Linked DNA regions of Sus scrofa: region 1 is linked to region 2. A link is a contact called in public Hi-C data. All regions are on one chromosome and are shown on one strand. The core of a region is the stretch at or near the end of the contact, and the rest is flanking DNA. Distances in the headings are between cores, read along the strand shown.

Region 1 (3,545 bases), core at 901-3,400, 64 kb after region 2:
GTTTACTTCATTCTCTCCCCTGTCTCACTGTGCAAATGTGAGTTGGGAACGAAAGCCCCCAATCCTTGCACCTGCCTTCTCAGATTCTCCAAGAAGGGTGAGGGGAGACCCAGGAAGAGGACTGTGCATCCCAAGGCTCCATGTAAAATGCTGACTCTTGGCACAAAAATGCAGAGATAATGTTGTTTTGAAATATTTTTAGGAGCGTTTCTGTATCTTAAACATCTCGTTGCTCTGTGGTGGCCCATTCCCTGGAGCAGGGCGTGTCAGTGCTTCAGGGGAAGGGCAACATTTGCCTTTGCTGAGGTTTCACTGTCAAATCAGATTTCCATGCATCCCAAGGCTGACAATAGGCTTGAAAGTCAAGGGCTAGGGAGAGAGGATTTTCTAAAGGCCTGGAGGATGGGATCACAGAATTTTATCAGTCCCTCCCGAGGCAGGAGGAGGAAGCGTGGGAGCCCAACCTTCTATTTCCAACAGATCATGGGAAAAGGGAGATGGGGTGGGGGCTGCCAGATAAGCATGTGTCTTCATCTCCCCTCCCCAGGTCCCAGTCTTGGGGGGAGTCATGTTTGCTAGGTCAAGGAGAATACTGTGCCCTCTTGTCAGAGTCTGCAGGGACAACCGCATACATTCCCTGCACACGTGTGAGTATCTCTGGCCACATTAAAGGAGAGGCAGCACGGTGTGGGAATCTCGGGGGCTCCTGGAGGATGATAAAGAACTTAGCTGAAAGTCTGGCTGGGGAGCTGGGGGCAGGGGCAGGGCTTGGCACTGTAGCCGATATCAACGGCCTTTGTAAGTTCTCCGAGAAGTCTAGCCAGGCCTTGGGCCTTGTGGGGCCCAGAGAAAATCCTAGAGGAGCCAAGTCAGCACAGAGACAACTGAGCCCTGGCCAAATTTGCAGCAGACGTCAGCAGCACATCCATCCATTACCTGTGGCCCAGTGGGAGCCCTCAGACCAGCCAACTCTCCACCACGGCTGCACGACAGACTTTCCCCCTGCCATGAGTGAGCCCCGGGTCCACTCCCAAAGGTTCTTGGGTGAAGCATTGGTATTTTTGTAGAAAGCATTCTGGGCTTGGAACGAGGGAAGTGGACTGCTTCCCTTCAGGATTAGAAATATCCTCCAACCCCAAGGCTAGGACCAGGGTGACGCAAGAGAGGCACGGAGGATGCACAGTGTCCGGAGGTGCTCACTGTCAAGGTCACATCAGTGTAGCCTGGGCTCCCCACAGTGTCTCCTTTCATGCGCCCAGGTGCTACCCTGCCTCGCCTAAGCCTGCGCCACCTTGACTTCAGGTAGGTTCCTTCCCTGGCTGCCTGAAGAGGTAACTCAGGCCACCAGGCCTGCTCCTTTAAAAGGCACCAGAAGGTTGCTGATGAAAGTGTCATGAGGTCGGAGTTCCGGTCATGGCTCAGTGGTTAACAAATCCGACTAGGAACCATGAGGTTGCGGGTTCGATCCCTGCCCTTGCTCAGTGGGTTAAGGATCCGGCGTTGCCGTGAGCTGTGGTATAGGTTGCAGACACGGCGCGGATCCTGTGTTGCTGTGGCTCTGGTGTAGGCCAGCAGCTACCGCTCTGATTCGACCCCTAGCCTGGGAACCTCCATATGCCGCGGGAGCGGCCCAAGAAATGGCAAAAAAAGACAAAAAAAAAAAAAAAAAAAAAAAAGAAAGTGTCATGGGGCCAAGAGACCTCTGGGGACTGGGCTCAGAAAGAGAGTGGGCAGAAAACCAAAGAATGAACAGACCAAACCCTTACCTTATGTGCTTTGCCAGTTTCTGGGATGAGAATGACATGACATGACCATTGGCTGCAAGATACAGCTTAGTCATTTCCACCAGGCCTCCAAAGCCAGGACATTTTGGTTTAACGTGCTGTGGGGGATGGTGGCCGAGGCCCAGGACTCTTTAGAAAGGGATTCTAGTTGCACAAAGCAAAGTGTGCTCATGTTCTGTTACAGTCACAGAGACCAAGAGGGTGCGCCTGCCTCCAGCAGCGTGTGAGTGAGCTTGGGGGGCCCCTGCCTGGCCCTGGATTGCTCATCCATGGTCTCACCCAGAAATCCGTGCCCGAGGCAGTGAATCAGAAGTCTGCACCGTGGAAGGCAGACTTCTGAGGAGCATTTGGAACCGATTAGCTGGTTAGTGTGAGCTCAGGGCCCCAGTGAATGGCCCAGTACTGTGTGAAAGCGCGGGGCCTTACACGCTGGGACAAACGCCCTCTTTGTCAGTAATAAGTGACCTTTGTTTCCCTCTGCCCGGCCTCCCCGCCTCCCCGCTTCATCCTGGCCTCAGCCTGGCTCCCGGGTCCTCCAGAAGGAAACCTGACCTGGCCTTGCCAATGGAATTGGACAGCCTGAGCTCCAGAGAGCAGACATGGGGGTGTCACTCTGTGTTTTCATCCAAAGTTGTTCTCACCAGGCCTAGGGACAAGGGCAGAGCTGTGTCCTGAACTGTGTCAGAACATCTTTAAATTCTGGCTCTGTTGTCTCCTTTTTCTCCGCCTTGACATCAGCCAGGAGAGCTGTCAGCCAGCAGAGGAAGAGGAGGGAAGCAGGAGACAGCTCCCCATCACTCTTGGGCTCCCAGTCGCTGCTCAGGGCCCTGTCAGCAGCCTCTGGTCCCAGGTCAAAAATCTCCAGTCCTGAACCACTTTTCTTTAGAATGAGAGGTCTGACTTCTTCAGATCTGCTGGCAGAGGGGACCTGACTGCCCTTGGGGGCTCTGGAGAGGGCGAAGATGGAAGCAGCCACTGAGGCTTTCTAATGAACTAGGCCTCTCCTTTCTCTCAGTCTTGGTTTCTGCTGAGAGAAGCAGCATCAATGACCCATAAAACTTAAGCGCTTTTCCCCTGCTCATTTGCTGAGATCTATTCATCTCTTCCGATAGGCAGCAGCGAACCCATCTGCAAGACACCTGGTCTTGATTTAATTAATGCAAAGCAGAGGAACATCAGGCAGGTAAAAATGTGTAATTGGCAAGAGTGTCTCAAGATTGTCTTTGTTGGGTCCCCCCTCCTCCCCTTTCTAGGCAGTGGGAGGGGCTCTGAAGGAGCCAAAGGCAAATACAGCTTAATTCCATCTTGAGCAATTGCTTCAGAAAGCCCGTGAAAAAAAAAAAAAACTGCTGGCTGTTTAACTCAGCAATTTGAGCTTGCATTTGGGAACATCATCAAACTGTACATGCTTTGATCTTTTTTATGCTTCTGTACATAAGGAAAACCAAGTACACCTAATTCCTGGGCCGTGTTGTCATAAGCATTAGAGACTCTTGGCACGTGGCCACGGGTCGGAGGCTGGAGAGGGGCCGGCTTTGTGGGAGGAGGAAACAGCTGGATGCCTTGGAGTGAACACGGCCAGAGCAGCCAAGAGACCAGCGCTCTGATCCCTGTTCCCCAGATGACACTGGGCAGGACTGCCCCCTCCTGACCTCTATGTTCCAGTCTTAAAATAAGGGGTAAGGTCAGATGATTGCTAAATTTCCAAGTCCTCCCTCCCTGACCTCCCAGGCTCTGCTGTTCTTTGCTTCAAGGAAACAC
Region 2 (3,081 bases), core at 217-2,716:
CCCTAAGCCAGAGGCGGCCGTAAAGCGCTCAGAGAAGGGGCCAGCTGGACTGATCACCCCGCCCTGCCCGGACCCCTCCTCTCGCTTGCCTGTCTCCAGCTCGCTTCCTCCGAGCTACTCCAGCAGGGTCCAGACAGGGAAGCGGCCGCTCTCCGCGACGCCCTCGCGACCCACATGCACACCTCCGCGGGCCCCCACACCTGCGGCGCCGCCACAAAGTTCCTGCCAGTGCCGTGCGCTCCGAGCAGCGGTGCGCTCCGGCCGGTCTCGGGGCGGCTCCCCCGCCCTGCCCCGCTCCACGTCCCCCCGCCCCGCCCGGGGCTCGCGGAGCTAAGCAGAGAGGGGTGAGGGAACGGGGGAGGAGCTCCCCTCGGTTGCCGCACCCCCACGGCCTCTTCCTCCTCCGCCGCCGCCGCCGCTGGTGCCTACTCACTCGCCGCGGCCCGCTAGCCCGCTCGCCCGCTCGGCTCCTGGCCGCCCCACCCCCGGAACCTCGCCTCCTTCCGCGCCCCCAACCGCTCTCCCCCCAAACTTTCCGCCAAGATGGCGGCCCTGAAGCTGAACTGCCGCGCCCCCACGTGACCGCTCTCCCGGCGCTCTCAGCCAATGGGAAGTGAGGAGGCGGCTCGCGCGGAGCCCGGGGCTCTCCGCTGTGCTACCTTTGGGTTGGAAGGGGGAGGAGGGCCTGGAGCGGGGTGGGGAACGCGAAAGGGGCCCGGGGAGCGTCTAAGCAAACCTCTTCGTTTAAAGGGGGAGGCCATCGAAGTGGCTCTGAGGACAAAGGAGTTGACAAACAGACTCTACAGGTGGTCTGGGGGGCCTGGAAGAGCCCGCCTCTACCCCTCCTTCTCTTCGCCCAAACCCGCCGGTGTGTCCAGCGTTTCTAAGCAAGTGGCGCGCCAGGCCCGGAAGGGTCAGGGTGTGGAAAGACCTAACCTCACCTACACCAGATCCAAGACACACATTCCGAGACATCCTTTAATCTCACTAAGCACGTGCTGTTTTCAATTCCTGGGCAGGAGATAGTACTTGGAGCCCCCGGAGGTGGATCCCCAACCTGGAAAAGCGTGCTCGGGGAGGGGTCGAATCCGCCACCCACCCACCGCAGGAGGGAGGAAAAGGAAGGAGTTTGGGCGGGGGGGCGCGCCGTCTCTGCACTCATACACTTTGTAATAATTTTTTTAAAGTTACTATTAGTCCCTCAGTAAAAGTTGGGGGGGGGACTGAAAGAAGGGCAGGTAAAATAGGGATATTCGTTAATTTGATAGGAATTTGAGGGTTTTATTGGAGCATTTTTAAGTCTATGTGATTAATTCCAAGTATAAAGGCATTTAAGAATGGGAAGAGAAAATTCGTTCTTTTTCACTCACTCATTCATTCCCCCTTGCCTGCAACCTCCGCCTAGTCATCAGCCCCAATCTCTGGCGGCGCCTTTAATAGCTCACCTGTAGCTACCGCAGCCGAGCCGCAACTTGGCAGGCACGGCTAGTTTAAGTTTCGATTACACCTGGGAGCGGGACTATGGGAGGGCCGGGACCACGCTCCCTGCCTGAGCCACTCAAGTTGTCGAAAGAGAATCCGGAAAACCTCTCTAAGTCACTCCCAGATCTTCGAGCCTCTTCCGCGTAACAGGGACCTACCTCCCTGCTCTGAGGTGCAGAGAGAAGAATCTGCTTAAGTTTGCCCAGAATTAGTGACAAAACTGGAAATACAGAGATCATGTCTTTCAAATCGAAAGTCTCTTTCCAGCAAACCTGATAGCCTTTCACTGAGACAGTACCCTTGGGCCAATAAAGGGAAGTCCGGGGAGACTTGTAGTGTAACAGTTGTTTAGAGGTTTGCTGACCACAGAGTTTCACTTTTGGAATGCACCTTGGAATCCTAACTTGACCCACTCTCTCAGTTTAAGATAAGGAAACAGAGGTCCAGGGTAGGGAAGCAATTTGCCCAAGAATATAGGCTAATCAGCGGCAGCAGCCCAGAATTAGCTCACCTAGCTCCAGTCCAGGGCTCCTTCCACTGCGATTTTTGACAACTTGATAGTAGTATGCTGGTACTGGCAGCAAATCTATGGTCTCCTGCATCATGGAAGTTTGAGCAACAGGTAAAGCAACACTACAAAGAAGAAATGGGATGGAAAAGCAAAAGGAAGCTCTTAAAAGTAAGGAGCTTAAATAGAGGGATTTTTGAAAATAGTAAAATGGTGGGGAGAGTTAATAGTGAAAATGGCTGATGGCTATCAAGACTTCATTGAGGAACTGCGAATGAAAGGGTTCCATTTAAGGAACTATTCTAAGAATGGAATATCTTCAGAATTTAGGAGAAGGAGGAAGGGATTTCACCCACTGTTCATCCATTGTTCAGGAAATGGAGATAAAAACAGAGATCCAAGCCCTGCTCTCAGGACCCACAGCCTAATAACAAATGGATAAAGGCCAGTGCAGGTTTTTCCAGGGGCCGCTGAAAAGTCAAAAACAAAATTTGTACAAGTTCTCAATGTCTTCCTAGTCCTCCCCTAAAAACAAAGAGGAGGGGGAGAAGGAAAAGGAGACGAGGGCACAAAGCCCTTCCTTCTTGTCATCTCCTAGCCCTATGTGGTCAGCTGTGTCCAGAATGGACATGAATGCAGCTAGCCCTTGTTCCACCACTGGGGGTGAAGACAAGTTCAGGCTCAGAATGAGGGGCCTTTAATCTTTATTCCTCCTTTCTATCCATCCGTACGTATCACTTACCTAGAGCTGCATAACAAATTCCTTAAAGCTTAGCAGCTTAAGACTCAGTTCCTCAATAACTAAAACAGCAATAAACATCATCTCACAGTTTCTGTGCATCAGAATTTCAGGAGAGCCTTAGCTGGATGGTTCTGTTGTGGTCTCAAGAAACTGTAGTCGAGTTGTCTACCAGGACTACAGTCATCTGAAAGCTTAACTGGGATTAAAGGAGGCTCTTCCAGTATGGGTGTATGGCTATTCCAATATGCCAATTCTGACTGTTGACAGGAGGCCTCAGTTTCTCACCAAGAAGTTTTGTCTTTAGAGTTTGAATGTCGTCATGACATGGTGGCTGGCTTCCTCCAGAGCA

Evidence for each region. A called contact is a pair of places that touch in the nucleus more often than the background predicts.
Region 1: a contact with region 2 is called in a Hi-C map of skeletal muscle, with 4 times the contacts expected there. The contact joins the enhancer-like site here to the promoter of DLG1 in region 2. A contact is called at or near these places in 1 of 5 promoter capture datasets (fetal skeletal muscle), 6 of 47 Hi-C or Micro-C datasets (embryonic fibroblasts, epiblast stem cells, fetal skeletal muscle and 1 more) and 1 of 2 datasets of contacts at active chromatin or transcription factors (skeletal muscle).

Annotation. Positions count from the first base shown.
Region 1 is chr13:132,754,571-132,758,115 of Sscrofa11.1, reverse strand. No RefSeq gene overlaps it. Among named protein-coding and RNA genes, the nearest start is that of DLG1, 64 kb to the left of the region's middle. Within about 2 kb of position 2,150, at least 46 of the 83 cell types and tissues checked have an H3K27ac peak or open chromatin away from gene starts, as enhancers often do. A contact at or near this core is called in embryonic fibroblasts, fetal skeletal muscle and skeletal muscle, where this site is marked.
Region 2 is chr13:132,818,316-132,821,396 of Sscrofa11.1, reverse strand. DLG1 (disks large homolog 1) reads right to left here and starts at 1,466. Exons shown (of 27, transcript XM_021070096.1): 1 at 1,446-1,466.